Linked DNA regions of Arachis hypogaea: region 2 is linked to region 1. A link is a contact called in public Hi-C data. All regions are on one chromosome and are shown on one strand. Each heading gives the region's core, a stretch centred on a gene start, on an enhancer-like site or on the middle of the called end of the contact. The rest is flanking DNA. Distances are from core to core; before and after follow the strand shown.

Region 1 (3,918 bases), core at 88-2,587:
GATGGGCATCCATATCATAACACTTCAAACTCTTCATCGCTTTTACTATTATAACCTATCCAATCTATATTGGGTTTTGAAAAATCAACATCATGGATTTTTTCGAACTCAACATACAACTCAATAATGAGGCTTGTTCTCTAGTTTAATGGTAGGTAGAAAATATTTCTTACTTACTAGCTTCATCAACCACATGTATTATTTGAAATTAAACAAAACCATCAAATACTAGCACAAACTACCTATACAATATTTGTCACTATCTTCAACACTTGATGAGCTATATTTTGAAAAAGTACACTTTTAAACAATAATAACAGATAGATTCTCATATAAAAAACTCACATCCTCATATATATTAGGTAAAATCTGACCATTGTAATATATTTTTAAACTAACATAACCTTCCATTCTATACTCATCACACTCACTCAAAGTTTTTCACTTCATATACAGAATAAAACTCTTAAAAGGAAGAACAACTCCAAAATTTTTCACTTCAAATGCAGAATAAAGCTCTCAAAATGAAGAACAACTCCACTTCTGCGTTTCACCACAAGACAACACAACACTTATTTTATAGTTGATTTTATATTTTTTAATTCCTACTAGCACAAAATGTTGCTGGTATTTTTACAAAATGTTGTCGACTTTTTTATTTTTCTGCAACGCGTTAATGGTGTTTTGACCAGATTATATTTTAAAAACATGCCGAATATCAAAACATCAACGGCGCTTTAAATTTTTTAATTAGAAAAAATTAAAATATTGGGGCAGTGCCATTTTGTGAATCAAACTTTGTTTTTATTTTTTTAATCAAAACGCAGGCATCATTTTGTATTTAAAGAATTAAAAAATATTGACATTTTGTGTCTTTCAAAAGGTGAAAATTGTCCATAGCAACGTAAAACTCACTTACACAAAAATAACGAAGCATATCACACAATTTATTACAATATAAAAGAAATGAGCTTAAATTGTCACTTTCCATTTAATGATTATATATACTACATGTATAAAAAAAATACAAATTTATAGGAAAAAATAAAATCTCTTCTTAATTATCTTTTTTTAAAAAATTTATTATTTGTAAGGAGTTTTTGTGTAATTTAACGAAGAATTAACTAAAAAACATTCAAATACAAATTCCACCAAAAATACAATTGAATGGAGTCAAAGAAAATCGATACAATAATAATATACAAAGAATTGTTAGTTGTTAAAGCACTTCTCTTGCCAAAATGCTTGAAGGATATGAAGGAATAATAATTAGTTAGTTATTGTGAGTGATTCTTTTTTTTTTTTTTAACTTTTTGACTTTGAGGCATCAAACTTTAAAATGTTTAACACCAGAAATTAAAAAAAAAAAAGTTGAAAATGTCTGCTTCAATCTTAGTTGCCACTTGTCTCCAACCATTTCTAATTCCATATTCTCTTCATCTCTCTCTCTCTTTCCAACTTCCACGATCTGCATCAACATTCATTCCCTCAAAACACATTACTAAGACTTGTCTGAATTTCCATTGTTCATATGATACTTGAATAGTTGTGTTGCTTTGAGCTTCTTTGTGTTCTCCACTGAATTCCTTCACTTCAGCTATGGCAACTCAGCAACAAGAACAAGACTTTCCAATGCACAAAGAACAAGTTGATGGTATCACTACCACTGCTACCGTAGCTCACACTGCAATTCATAAGGTAAATTTTCATTTATTTATTTGTTCATTTTTCTATTTTTCTTAAAGTTTACAGCTAACTGTTTCTACTTTCGGCAACTTATATATCTCCAATAGAATTCATATGGGGAACTGTGTTTTGTTCTTGGTTGATACCTTTTGTCATTGATCATATCTTCCCCCTGTTTCTGACCAATAGGAACTTTAGCTGTAGCTGAGTATTGGAATTTGAACGCTTAAAAGATTCCAATTATCCATGAGCATCAAAGCATACTCATAGTGCATGTAACTATTAGTACTAACTAGGCTGATTAGATTCCTAAACTACACTATTGAAAAACTTGTATAGTTTTCCTTTTGTTTCATTGGATGCCTATTGATTGGTGCTGGTTAAATTCCAAAACTACATTACTGGAAACTTCTATACTTTTATTTTTAAACTATTAAAATGGTACCTGAAAAAATCTGATGCTGACAAAAATAACTCAAAAGACGATTATGGATTCTATGGCTGTCCTATACACTCAGTGGCATATTTAAAAGTTACATGAAATTAGATTGTGTTCATGACATAATTTTGTGGTAAAACATCACATGCATAAGGCATATGCATTCCATGAGAAAAAGGGTAACCGTCATTGGTGTAAATCTTCATAATTGAATTGGTAATGCTCCATCTGAAACACATGTATGAGAGACATTTGCATCTGAAGCTTAACAAAGGCTATGTATGATTCTTCATGTATAGGGTGTAGAATCAAGTGAAATAACTGAACTACCTAGTAGACAACATGGAAGAAGGCAAAATCTTATGTTGGAGATACCTGCAAGAAATCTTGATGAAGCAAGAGAGGAATTCTTGAGAATTAACATGCCTTCTACAAGTCCTGCTTTCTCCAGTATCAATGAGTTACAACCAAAAAATAAATCAAATATTAAGGCCCTTATTCCCAAACTTAGCTTTAAGTTAGGGAACACTGAAAAGGCTTCCATTCTAGCACTTGAAGGTTCTTCCACAGAGGTGCCGAAAAAGCCTATGATTTCGAGGACATTATCTCTTACAAAGTTGATCACACCTAGAGGGAAGAAGATGTCATCTTTACCCGTGACACCAATTGGAGGAAACACAACCAATATGACAACATATGTGGTTAGCAGCGATCCAATTTTCTGTAGAATTTTCATAGTTAGCATGCTTTGATCACAATTTTGAAATGAGCTGCTCTCTCAATAACCATGATTTAAACATTTTGTTACCAAATGGTTCATACTTTCCTCATTTTACAGAGAAAAGGACAGCAATCATCGATCCATCGTTCGCGGTCAGTTCCTGCACTTAACAAAGATGGGAACACATCAGTAGGTGTGATGCTGCGCATAGTTCCTACTACGCCACGGTTAGCTGGTAGCGCTGCCACAACATCTATGAAATCTTCACCTGACATTACTGGTGACTTCCTTCTTCATGTTTGTATCACTTTAACAGAACGCATATGATCACTAGTTAATGCAGGAGACCCTTAAGATTTAAGTTAGTAATTCGAAGATCTCCAAGCACAAGTTATCTTTACTAGGACATTCGAATAATAACCACATTGTGTGTGTATGTGTTTATTCTGGTTTAGTTGAGAATGAGGATGGAGAGGACATTCCTGAAGAAGAAGCTGTGTGTAGAATATGTTTGATTGAACTTGGAGAAGGTTCTGATACCCTTAAAATGGAGTGCAGCTGCAAAGGGGAACTAGCATTGGCGCACCAAGAATGCGCGGTTAAATGGTTCAGGATCAAAGGTAACAGAACATGTGATGTGTGCAAGGAACAAGTTCAGAACCTACCTGTCACTCTTTTACGAATTGCGAGTACTCATTCACCAAACTTCTTGATAAGTAGCCAAGGTCAGCAATACAGGCAAGAGGAAATATTTCTTCCTTTCATCTCCTATCTCGCATTTTCTTTGTTTGAAACACATACCAAACATAACCTTAAATGTTGTTTGCCAACATGGTACAACAGAACTAATGCATAGAATTTTCTCAGGGTTTGGGAAACTGTTCCAATTCTTGTGGTTATCAACATGATGGCTTACTTCTGTTTTGTTGAGCAGCTTCTTGTAAGTACAACTACTGGACGACTTGGATAATTCCCTTTGGTCCAAAATGTAATCTTAATGATGAGATACCATTATTCATTGGACAGGTTTCAAATATGGGGTCTGGTGCCATTGCAATATCTCTCCCATTTT
Region 2 (3,859 bases), core at 1,243-3,742, 390 kb before region 1:
CAAACCAATATCCAAATCACAGAAAGTATCGTGATCAAAAGTCTTTCGTCGCAGTGTGGAGCTCAGAGAGATATTCAAAAACATGCAAGGTAAATTGAAGATTGAATGAACTAAATAAGTATGAAGCACAAGGTCAAACATAAGGAGAAATATTGTAACACCAAGGCGTTAGTACAACAATAACCAACGTACGGGATAAGAGTAAAGTATTATTCATCATGGCATCTATTGACAATTAAATAATAGGTACGTTAATTGATGCCGATGGCCTCATTTTGTATTAAAAGCCTAAAACACACCCCAAAACTTAGATTAAATAAAGATAAAGGAACATAACAGAGATTTTATTAGCAAACCGTACGAGAATGACAACAGTGGTTGATTATTTAGTAGCAAGCGCCCAACCATAAAGCACTCGGATGTTCATAGCATCCAACACACCTCAACAAACAACAAAACGCAATAATAACTCACAAGACACTTGGAAACACGATTTGCTTCTTATTCAGATCATGCATAATTTAGTCCGCCCACCACTGATGAACGTAGACACCATTGCTTCTGAGACCCTTGTAAATATCCATGCAGCTATCCTTGCCCATACCAGTTTTCTCATCGTCATTTCCACTCTCTGGGCACCTCAGAAACAATTCATCCACAAAGCATATTGCTCCACTCTCAAACACATCCAAGAGGAACTTCATTTCAGCATTCCCTGCATTCATTTTGAGGACAACAAAATCAGCATACTGCACAGTTTCCTTGAACCAAGCAAGGAAATCAAACTCGTCCTCCCCAACAAACGGTTCCAAATCTCCATCATCATCATCAGCAGCATCAAGATTAGCCTTGGCCGCGGCCTTACCGGCCAACCCGGGATAGTAAACAAATGTCACACCAGGTCGCTTCACATAGGACAACATTACCGAAGTGTTATAGTGAACAAAATACACATTGAAATCCTTTTGACTAATAGGGTAAGATGGCAAGAACCAATCACTAGGATTATCATTAGCATTGAGGATCTCTCGCCCCCCATTAATATCAATATAAACCATCCTCTTCCTAGAAGAAACATCCACGAACTTTGGCAAGTAAGGTACCATCTTCTCATACCCAAGTGGCGGCTTCTGACTCACAAGAGGCTCCATGAGCTGAATCAAAGGCTTTGTAAGACTTATGCTAGAACAATCCGCAGGAAGTGGATACTGATAGAAAGCACCAGAAACAGTATCATTTTCCACCCTTTTCCTGAACACAACAAGGTTGAGATCACCAACAGAACCAACATGCAGAACGGTGGAAGATCTTAGCAACGATGAAACCGGTGTTGCAGACCTAATGAGGTCGTTGGGGATGGAATTGGAGCCAGTGGGACCCACAAGAAGGGCACCGACACCACCTGGCTTTAGAACACGCTCAACCTCAAGAACGAGCAACGCAGGAACAGAAACCTTGTCAAGATCCCTTGACAGCACGAAATCGAATGAACAGTCCTGGTAATTGAGCTCGTACACGATTTTCTTCTGCTTGAGGGAGAAGAACCGGTGCCTGTGGACACCGGTAACGCTGGAGAATCCCATGTGCTTCATGGCGGCGACGGCCATCGCCGAACCTTCTCCGACGCAGAGGCTCTTGGCTCCGCAATTCAGCAGTTGCTTCTTCATAAGGTCGTTGACCACGTTGACCGTCAAGTTTTCGTCTTTCTCGCAGTAGAAGGAGCTCCAGAAAGTGCTGAGCACGCGGCTCTGCAGAGTGGCGTTTTCGAAACGCATTTCGGAACCCGCGGCGACGCAGTCGGTGTAGGTCAGTGTCACCGGAGCTAAGTCAGCCAAGTCGAAGGCGGAGAAGGCGCGGAGCAGAGAAACGATCGAGATGGCGGAAGCGAGCATGATTGAGCGGAAGAACACGCGCCTCGCTATGGACCCCTTCAGGATCTGGAGTTTGATGGCTTTGGCATCCATGGGATTCGAGGATTGAAGATAACACCAATAAAGAAAAATTTAAAATAAAAAAAAAAAAGGAAGCTCGGAGTTCGGTTGATTGATTGAACACAAGAAAGGGTTCTTGAAAGATTTGAAAGCCGGAAAGTGGAGAAGAAGAGATGATTAGCGAGTGCAAAACCTGGAGGAGGTGTGATTTCCACCCACGAGGACGCCCATTGAGATTTGGAACCTTAACCAGACCCCCCTTGGAACCCTTTTCGGTGATGATTCATACCATAATCCCCCACCCATCATCGTCCCCATTGTGCCCCCCTCACATTCAGTTCCTTACTTCATCCTCCCAACTCCAGCATCAAATCAATATTCTAACAAAAATTGAAAGGGTGCTATGAGTAAAAAACCCTAGGTAGATCTGAAGCAGAGGTGGAGATGGAGCGAGTGTGTGTCTCTGAAGAGATTGGGAGTTGAGTGAGTGTAGATCTGGGGAAAATATAGGACCGGGAAATGGGGGGTGATTGCGTGTTACGCAGTAAGGTAAGGACCAGCGAAGGTGTCATCTATTATTTGCTGCCATGGCCCATGCGATGCAAAATGTTAGCTACGTGGCATAATATCGTCGACCATCCTCTCCTCTTGTTACATCACCATCCTATTTTCTCTGCTTTTTAAAAATTACAAAGTTAATATTTTGTATTTTATTAATTGAAAGTTTTCTGTATTTGCATTTCTTTTTTTGTTATAAGTTAAGAATATTTTCAAAATCATTTATGAAAATACATTTTAATTATTTTTAAAAATTAACTTTAATATACAAATTTTAAATAGACCTATATAAATAAATAAAAATTGTCCCTAAATATTAGTTATTATTATCCAAAAATTTTACAAGGATAAAGAGGTATCAATAAATTTGTGTCTTTTATTTAATTTTACGTCATGTTTTTAAGGATTTTTTTTAGAAATAAAATAAAAAAAAATCATATTTTCTCAAACATTATTTTTAAATTTTAATTTTTTAAATACGATTTTTTTAGAGCAAATTCGTCGCACCGCCAATGAGTTATAACTCAAATGGCATAATCTCCCCATACTTATTCAAGAGGTTGCGGGTTCGAGTCTTCCTATTAAAAAAGTTCTCTATAAAAATGAGAGTTCGCCTTCGCCTTACCCCGCGCGAATTCACTTCAAATATTTTAAACCCTACGTTTTTAATCCATTTTAATTCATTATCATCATCTCCAAAATAGATTAAAAACGTGGAGTTAAAAATATTTGAAGGGAGTTCGCCGAGAGTTGAGCTAACTCTATAATTTTTATAAATTTCATCGGGAGTACGGTGAACTTGCTCTAAAAAAAAATCGTATTTGAGGAATTAAAATCTAAAAATAGTGTTTGAAAAAATATGAATTTTTTTTATTTTATTTCTAAAAAGAATCTTGTTTTTAAAGATTGCTAAATCGTACCATTTTAATAGCTACCTCAATATTACGCTCATCAAAAATGAGTTCTAATAAAATCATGCATATACTTATCAAATTTTAAAAATTATTTAATCGATAATGTATTTTAGGAATTTTTTATCAATGCTTAAATTTTTTAAATACTAAATTCATAGTTAATTCTTATTAAATAGTTTATGAATTTTAAAATTGTAAAGTAAATTTTTTATTATTTTTAATAAATTTTGGTAGTTCAATATAAAATTAAAACATTTTAACTACAAATTTACGTAGTACATATTTAATAATGTAAAAGTTTAGAAACTAATAATTACTAAACAATGATAAGAGATTAAAGTGACCATTAGAAAAAATTAGAGGTTATTTTTAAAGTTTATTTTACTCTAAATAATAGTATTATGTCTATATGCATGTATGTATACTTTAATGATGATGTGAGTGTATATATCTTTG

What was found. A called contact is a pair of places that touch in the nucleus more often than the background predicts.
Region 2: a contact with region 1 is called in a Hi-C map of leaf, with 3 times the contacts expected there. The contact joins the promoter of LOC112759170 here to the promoter of LOC112759156 in region 1. A contact is called at or near these places in 4 of 8 Hi-C or Micro-C datasets (leaf and an unstated tissue).

What each region holds. Positions count from the first base shown.
Region 1 is chr16:40,393,563-40,397,480 of arahy.Tifrunner.gnm2.J5K5, reverse strand. It overlaps LOC112759156, which reads left to right and starts at 1,337. Exons shown (of 8, transcript XM_025807977.3): 1 at 1,337-1,698; 2 at 2,425-2,826; 3 at 2,964-3,126; 4 at 3,302-3,584; 5 at 3,714-3,786; 6 at 3,873-3,918. The coding sequence starts at 1,600.
Region 2 is chr16:40,782,054-40,785,912 of arahy.Tifrunner.gnm2.J5K5, reverse strand. It overlaps LOC112759170, which reads right to left and starts at 2,492. Exons shown (of 1, transcript XM_025807988.3): 1 at 324-2,492. The coding sequence starts at 1,964. The coding sequence ends at 522.